Regions from separate parts of the Mus musculus genome. Here region 2 is linked to region 1. The links are chromatin contacts, called in public HiChIP or PLAC-seq maps. All regions are on one chromosome and are shown on one strand. The core of a region is the stretch at or near the end of the contact, and the rest is flanking DNA. Distances in the headings are between cores, read along the strand shown.

Region 1 (3,823 bases), core at 812-3,311:
ATACCAACCAGGTCAGCCTTGAACTCAGAGATCTACTTGCCTCTATCTCCTGGGATTAAAGGCCTGTCAGTAAACTAGCCAAGTCACACAGAGCTAGAAGGTCTTTGGATATGACTCCTTTGCCAGAGCAGCCTTGCTGGATTAAAATTCCTCTACACAACAGGCTGGCCTTGAACTCACAAGAGACCAGCCTGCCTCTGCTCCCCACCCCCAGTGTAGAGATGCACATGTCAGTTTGGTTTTGTTGAGACAGGGTCCCATTTATGTAGCCTGGCTTGGCCTTCCTTCCTCAGCTTTCTGAGCGCTGGGGTTGCAAGTGTGCACCACCATGCTGGCTGATCTTCCTTCTTCCTTGTAAGTTGATGTTCTTTACTTTCTTGTCACAGTGTGGAAAACAGTTGACAAGAGAGCTAGCGTTTGCCTCCCACGCCAAGCTTCAGCACGACACACATTCCCGACAGGCTCGCTGCTCACCTCCCTCTCAACACCATGGTCCTCCGCCTACACGCAGTGTCCCCCACTCCCCGATGCCCACCTGTCTTCCACTCGTCCTTGCATCTGGTAGCAGAGGTCGGGTTAGGACAAACCAGCTTATGCACCCTGCAGGCTGTTCACTGTAAGGATCTCAAGTGTCCCCTGGTCTCCCTCCTGAGCCAGTGACCCCACCCCGTGAGTGCTCTTGTGTTTTAAGTTAGAGCTTCTATTGCTGTGAGAAACACCATGCCCTAAGGTAACTAGGGAGGAAAGGGTTAATTTGGCTTATGCTTCCACAACTTAGACTGCCACAAGGCAGGATCCTGGAGGCAGGAACTGACGCAGAAGCTATGGAGGAGTGCTGCTTACAGGCTTGCTCCTCATGGCTTTCTCAACCTGCTTTCTTATGTACCCCCAGGACCTCCTGCCTAAGAGTGGTACTACCCACGGTGGGTGGCCCCTCCCACACCAGTTGTATGGAAGCCTTTTCTCAGTTGAGGTTCCCTCTTCCCAAATGACTAGCTTGTGTCAAGTTGGCAAATACCAGCCAGTGTTGTTCTAGCCTTAGACCTGGGTACCTGCTCATACTGCCTGACATGTTTGTCCCATTCTGCCCTGACTCTGTCACCATGGCAGCTCTACACGGAGACCTTGGTCACCTGTGGAAGCACTATCACCTTCTTTGTGCCCTGTTTACAGCCGCTACTGTCCCCACCATAGCATTTAACCCCTTGCCATCCTGTCTCTGGAGGGCAAACTCAAGAAGAACAAGAGCTGAGTTCCCTGAACAAGAACTTGACCGCTGACTCCTCCTGGTTCCTTCGTGGCTTTAGCTTCTGAGCTGGGATATCAGCAGAGATGGCCTGCTCCTAGTCAGACTTGGTATTCTGGGTTTGTAAGTCAAATTGTGTTAACAGGGTGGGGTCTGTCCTGGGTGACAGATCAGTATTGAAGGAGATGCACAAGGGGATAAGTAGGGTCTCCAGGGGTGCTATTATAGGTTGGATTTGGGTGTTCAAAAAACAGAGAGACTAAAGACATAGCAAAACATCATGTCCCCACCCCCACCCCCACCCCACGAGGTTCAATTAGGCTCTGAACCTGTGCCACTGAGATCTTTAACTCTCAACCTCTGGGCCTGAGCTCCCAGCAAGTAATCAGGGCAGGGGATCGCTGCCCACCATCCCTTTTGAGACAGCCCCACCTTTGCCTAAAGTAGTCTGGAGGGGACATTTCTGGGGAGGGGACATTTCTGGAGATGGTGCTCAGTTCCCTCTGAAGGGCTGGGTCTGCTCCAAGTTCAGGAACACAGTAGGTGTGCTATCTCTGCATCAGGATCTCCTAGCTCTTAAGACCCTGCTCCTGCATTTCCCTGCCCTCCTGGTGCCTCTAGATCACAAGTGAGACCGGACCCTCAGAGACTCAAGGAGTTTGTGGAGAGTGTCTAGACTGGGACTGGAGAGTGGCCCTGACTGGGCATTCTGGAGGTCCCTGGCCTGAGTTAGGTAAGGCAAACCCAGAAAACCCGCCCCTTTTTGAGGCCCCACCCTCCTATGGTCTCAGCCCATCCCTAGCAGACATTCTTCCTGCCCTTTACAAGAGTCCAAGTGTCCCGCTCTCTACTTTGAAGGTGACTCCTCCTCCACACCCCGAGGTCCAGCCTACCTTGGATCTTCAATTCCCACCAACCAGAGGAGCCCCAGACCTCCAGTAAGCCCCACCCTGCAGTCCCCTCCGCTTCCCGGTCTTGTTTTCCCTTTGGCTCTGTCCCCACTGAGGAGCCAGCTGTCTCAGCCATGGCGCGTGCTATGGGACCAGAGCGGCGGCTGCTGGCCATTTACACTGGCGGCACCATCGGCATGCGGAGCGAAGGCGGAGGTAAGTCTGTGTCCCCACGCCCTAAGCAGAACAACCTCAGGGCTGGGCCACTGGGAACTCTGGGGCTGTCTCTTGAAAGGGGAGAAAGGACCCTTTCTCCTCTGGGAGCTCTGGTGGCTGGAGCCCCGGCCCTAGAAAGGGTGAGGGGCAGAGTAAATGTTCCTGACCTGAAGTTATCTATCCCTGAAGCCATGAGACTCATGGGGGGAGGAGGGACCATGGAAGGCTGCTCTGTTCTGTGCCTGGGGCGCTGGGAAGGATGCTGGAACATTCCACACCTTCTAGCCTATGAAAGCCCTTAGGGTGAGCTAGCTTCCTCTGAGGGACTAACACTGCCTCAGGCAGAGCTGCTTGCCTGCTCTCTCCCTGCAGAGAACCTTTAGTTTTCCTAAACTGAGGGCCAAGCTGGTTGCTCAAGGAGCTTGGGCACCAGGGTCAGGGGCTTGGAAGTCTGTCCTCTGACACATTCTGCTGCCTCTGGTCGAGACAACCTGGGGAATGCCCCCCGGGGACACCCCACTAGCAGGTGAGGTCGTGGCCAATTTGCTTAGCCTTCACTGGACTGATGACAAAGCAACAGCACCCATTAAGAAGCTGAACGCTAGCGGGTCAGTTACTGCAGTGGGCACCGTGTGTGCTGTTGGGTTGTAGTGGGGCCACTCTCTGAGGGCTCCTTTGAGAACACAGGCTCCTGGAAGGAGTGGCTGCTGGGCTGAGGAAGAAGTGTGGCCAGACCAGGACGTGCAGTGTGAGGAAAGGAGAGAGGAACCCAGCACACAGCTTAGAGAGGAGGCTTCAGAACTGCCTAGAACAGGGACTGGCCCTATGCACCGGGACCTTGTCCCACCTGGACTCTTCCCCTCTCGGCTTGACACTTGGGCGACTTCAGTCCTGTTGAACCTAATTGGTGTGGCCCAAGCTAAGGGACCAGTGGACTCTGCGCACAGTCCCACCTGTGGTGACACTGTGCCTCGTGCCCCTTGGATGTCCCCGTGTGTGCTACAGTGGAAGAACATGATGGGTCAGGAAAGTGCAATGAATCCTTGAAGGCCCAGGTCAGTAAGGTGTGGGTTTTCAGATGGGTGAAGGTCTTCTAGGCCCCTTACGAACCCCCCGGGGATATGCAAGCCCTGGGAAGAGACGGAGGCCAACAGGCATCTGCCTGGTTTAGAAGCTCCTTCCTCAGGGTGGCAGACACACCACCCAAGGAGATCAAAATGGCAGCAGGCTTCAGACCCCAGGACAGTACGGTTCTAAGCTGAGGGCTCTGCTCCCCAGACCAGCTTATCCAGAAACCCATCCCAGGCCCTCATGGGATCCCACGGCCTACAGCTTCTGACCCTTTCCACTTTTTTTTTTTTTTCCGAGACAGGGTTTCTCTGTATAGCCGTAGCTGTCCTGGAATTCACTCTGTAGACCAGGCTGGCCTCGAACTCAGAAATCCGCCTGCCTCTGCCTGTGCTGGGATTAA
Region 2 (3,823 bases), core at 789-3,288, 400 kb after region 1:
ACCTGGCTAGACCATGTCCGCCATGAGGCTGCCTCTCCTACAGGAAAGCCCCGAAGGCCAGAGGAGTCAGATCAGGCTATCTTCCCACTGACCACCGCCATGTCACCTGTCTCAGGGTGCTCCCTCCTGCCTCAATCTGCACACAGTGAGGTGACTCCCAGTTTGTGGACAAAAGCTCTCAAATTCATATGAACAATGAAAGACTGGTGTCAAGGAATGCTCCTCAGGAGGGACAAGACTCTGTCCTACGGAAGAGTCTCATCCTCCCAGCCAAGTTTGGTCCACATTACCTGGAGGCTCTTAGGACCACTCCTGGCTTCCAACAGACTCCCATCAAAACCTGACCATAGTGAGTTGAACTGCATCTCTTCCAAGTCCTAACCTTGCTACCTGTGGATATGGTTGCTTGATCTTCTCTCAGGAAAAGCAGTATCAGAGACTGGCAAGAGGATATTCAAGAACAGGGGCAGAGGCTGGAACACACAGGAGGCTAGAGCCAGCAGGAATAGACGCGTAGGAAAGAGCTTCTCTAGTTCTAACTCTAAGGACACTTCGATTCTGGACTCTCGGCCTCTACTGTGGTGAGAGCGTTAACTGTTTCATGTTCTTCATCTGTGGTACTAGCAAGAACCCCCTTCACCCAGCCTCCTACATCCTTGTGTTCTCAGAGACCCGTGCTTGTCACCCACCTCCTTGCAAGGGAGCAACTAAAAACATGGATGGGGAGGGCTGGACGTGGGAATTCACTCTCTATTGCAGGAGCATTGGTATTCCAGGACCCAGGAAGCCTCAGCCAGGGAGAGGGTGGGCTCTTGATTGTTGTTGGCTGAGGACACCAAGTGACCACATTCTACTGGCTTCAGACAGGTGACAAAGAAAAAAAGGGTGAAGAAACTCGGGAGGTACAGGGAACACAAAGGAGATCCTACTCACCCACCACACACACACACACACACACACACACAGACAGACATATAGACACATGCACAGTATACACACAGAGTACACACACACATAAAGGCACACACAGAGTACACACAGAGAGACACACATACACACACACACACACACACACACACACACACACACACACACACACACACTGTACATGCCTCCAGCTTAAGGGGAGCTTAAGGAGCTCTACAGACATCCTCTGCCATCTTTTCCCAAGAGGAGTAGCAAAAATAGAAGACTACCCGCTCTTTCCAAAGTGTAGTCCCTTCCCCCACTCACAGGAAAGGGGTGCAGGCCCAAGACTACTGCAAATGGTCCCAGGTCCCGAGGAGTGTGGCCTAGCTTAACAAGAGAGCCCAGACATGCAGCCATGACAGTGCAACATCTGTGCTCCAAGGGGTCAGGACTGAGAATTCGGAGTGATGCATCCCTTGGGAATAGAAAGAGATCATGTGGGTCGGACAGACAGCCTCATAGCCGCTGGGCCTGTGTGTAAACAAAGGGCAGTCTGCTTAAAATAATGAGGCTGAAAGTGTTGACACTTGCAGGCCTCTGCAGCAAGAGAGGTGGAGGGGCTCATGGCCCCGGAGAGGAGAGCCTGATAGGTGCCAGGAACCGTGTGAGTGTTGCATCAGTTTGCGCTGGGCTGCTGAAAGGCCTAAACTTACCCCTCGTGTCCCTTGCAGAGGAAGAAGAGCGTGCGCCATGCGTGCGCAGCAGCCAGCAGCAGTGACAGGAGGCTGGCGAGCAGGCTGAAGCGGCAGGCAGCCGGTGGGCCCCACTCCTGCACAGTGAAGCGCTCCCGCCCCTGCATCGTCAGGTTGGCACTCAGCCACATACCCTCGGTAAAGAGTAGGCAGCGGCCACGAAAGTCGTGGCCGTTCTCGGACAATGGCACCACCACCACGAAGCTGAACAAGAAGGCCAGAAAGTAACAGACGCACTGCGCGAAGAGGAAATTGTTGAGCGCCATGGTGGTGCCAGGATGAGAGGAGCCGCTGGCGAGGCCACCGGACAGGGACGCGATCGCTCCAGAAGCCGGGCCGCGAGTCTCCGGCGCCGCGCAGGCCGGTCCCGAGCCGCGTGGGAGGCTGCGCAATGACGGCGCCCGCGGGTCTCTCGCGTTGCGCGCAGACGCGTGCGCACAGGCCGAGCGTGGGGCGCGCCTGCGGTCAGTACCGCGGACAGTTCCCGCGGCTGCAGGATAGGTAGACAGAGCACTACACTAGACAGACTGCATTGGTGGAGACGTGCCATGGAAACCTGGCAGGGGTCGTGAGCATTACTAAGTCAGCTTGGGGAAACCCGACTCTGTCAGGAAGGGTACCAGCAGCGAAAGGCTAAGGAGGAGAAGGATGGAGTCCTATGTGCAGTTCAGACTCCTTTGCCAGGGCCTTTGTCTTTAAAGCGAATGGAGGAGGGAGGCAGAGAGTCGGGTCGGTAGGTGTGAGGATAGAAAAGAGGAAGGGTTCAAGTATTCCTAGGCGGGAGCAGACTCGTGATCTGTTTGTGCTCCGAGAACCATGCCCTCAGCCCCACAGTAGAGCCCTCCACTCCGCGTTTGTAAGATAAATAATGGTTGCCCTGGGCACCTCATTAAGACCTCTTTGCTGTGATGGAGCTGGTGGTGCATTAATTAATAGAATTAATGACTTTTCTAGTTTCCCTTAATACCAAGTAACCGTTAGTCCAATTCCCAGATGAGTAAGCCCTAGAGACATCCTTCTGGATATAGATTACATCAGCATTATTTTTGGCTTCAGGCACTAAAAATTCCTTTTGTTTTATTGCCAAAGTAATATGGGCTTGTTTTTTTTTTTAATTACAATGAGGAATATGTGTGATACAAAGACACCAAGTTTCTTCCTCTTCCCTCCACTCCGGCACATCGTTACTACTCGTGACAACCTGATGTCTACCCATCCAGACATTTTGCACCACGCACACACAATTTTCAAAAATGTTTCATACTATGCCTGTGTCTACAGGCAATTCAGTCATCCAACAGTATGCATTATTCCCTGTCTGCACAAGCAAGCCCGTGGTCTTCTTTCTAGTTATTGTGTAACATTCCGTAACATTGACTGTTGTGTGTGACTATCCCTCTCTGGGGGGACATTGAGCGTCTCCAGTGTCTGTTGTTTCCGGCTCTGCTGTGTGACATCCTGGTGTCTTTTTCTGCGGCTGTGCCAGCTGTGCAGGCAGCACATGAGTCTCTATGAAAGTCTTAGGAGAAGAATGACTGGGTCATGAGGTACGAACACTTCAAGTGGTGTTGGCAGGAGTCGCCAAACTGGTCTCTGGCAATATCGTGAAGATAGTCCACACATCAACTCTGCAGACCCTTCTCCTGAGCAGGGCTTTCAATCTGGTTGGTTTTTACACACGGAAAGACAGCTCATTGATTTGTGACTTGTCTTCTGCTTATCACTGGGAGGTCAAAATCTGCTCATAGTCATTACCATTTGTTATCCGCCTCTGCACATAGAGCATTCATTTTGCAATCTCTTGAGTACGTTATATGAAGGAACAGGATAAGGTCTGCAGCAGCTACTCTTTTCTCAGAGAATCCACCCAGGGTTTCTTCCACTGCCAAGACTCCCCAACCCAAACCAGGGGGGATTGTTTAGGAAGCTCAGCCTGCCCCATCCCAAACACAAATCCTAACCATTCATCAGCACTGGAAAATTTTGACCAAAAAACAACAAACAAACAAAATTGACCCTGACAATTGAGAAGGAAACAGATTGCATCAGAGGGATGACTAAAAAGGGACTCTGGTACCCTAATTTATGAGTTCCACTTAACCTTAAAAAATAATCAGGGGCTGGAGAAGTGGTTCAGACACTGGCTGCCCTTCTAGAAGACC

Evidence for each region. HiChIP or PLAC-seq counts read pairs in DNA pulled down with a chosen protein or histone mark.
Region 2: a contact with region 1 is called in an H3K4me3 HiChIP or PLAC-seq map of embryonic basal ganglia, with 5 times the contacts expected there. The contact joins the promoter of Tmem179 here to the promoter of Aspg in region 1. A contact is called at or near these places in 12 of 39 promoter capture datasets (the C10 cell line, the HPC-7 cell line, HPC-7-derived erythroid cells and 9 more), 1 of 15 datasets of contacts at CTCF or cohesin (large pre-B cells), 1 of 484 Hi-C or Micro-C datasets (bone marrow-derived macrophages), 17 of 115 datasets of contacts at active chromatin or transcription factors (the NIH/3T3 cell line, SST interneurons, VIP interneurons and 12 more) and 4 of 9 other capture datasets (adipose tissue, embryonic stem cells, liver and 1 more).

What each region holds. Positions count from the first base shown.
Region 1 is chr12:112,104,622-112,108,444 of GRCm38.p6, forward strand. It overlaps Aspg (asparaginase), which reads left to right and starts at 2,062. Exons shown (of 15, transcript NM_001081169.1): 1 at 2,062-2,352. The coding sequence starts at 2,271.
Region 2 is chr12:112,509,122-112,512,944 of GRCm38.p6, forward strand. Tmem179 (transmembrane protein 179) reads right to left here and starts at 2,039. Exons shown (of 4, transcript NM_178915.3): 1 at 1,623-2,039. The coding sequence starts at 1,927.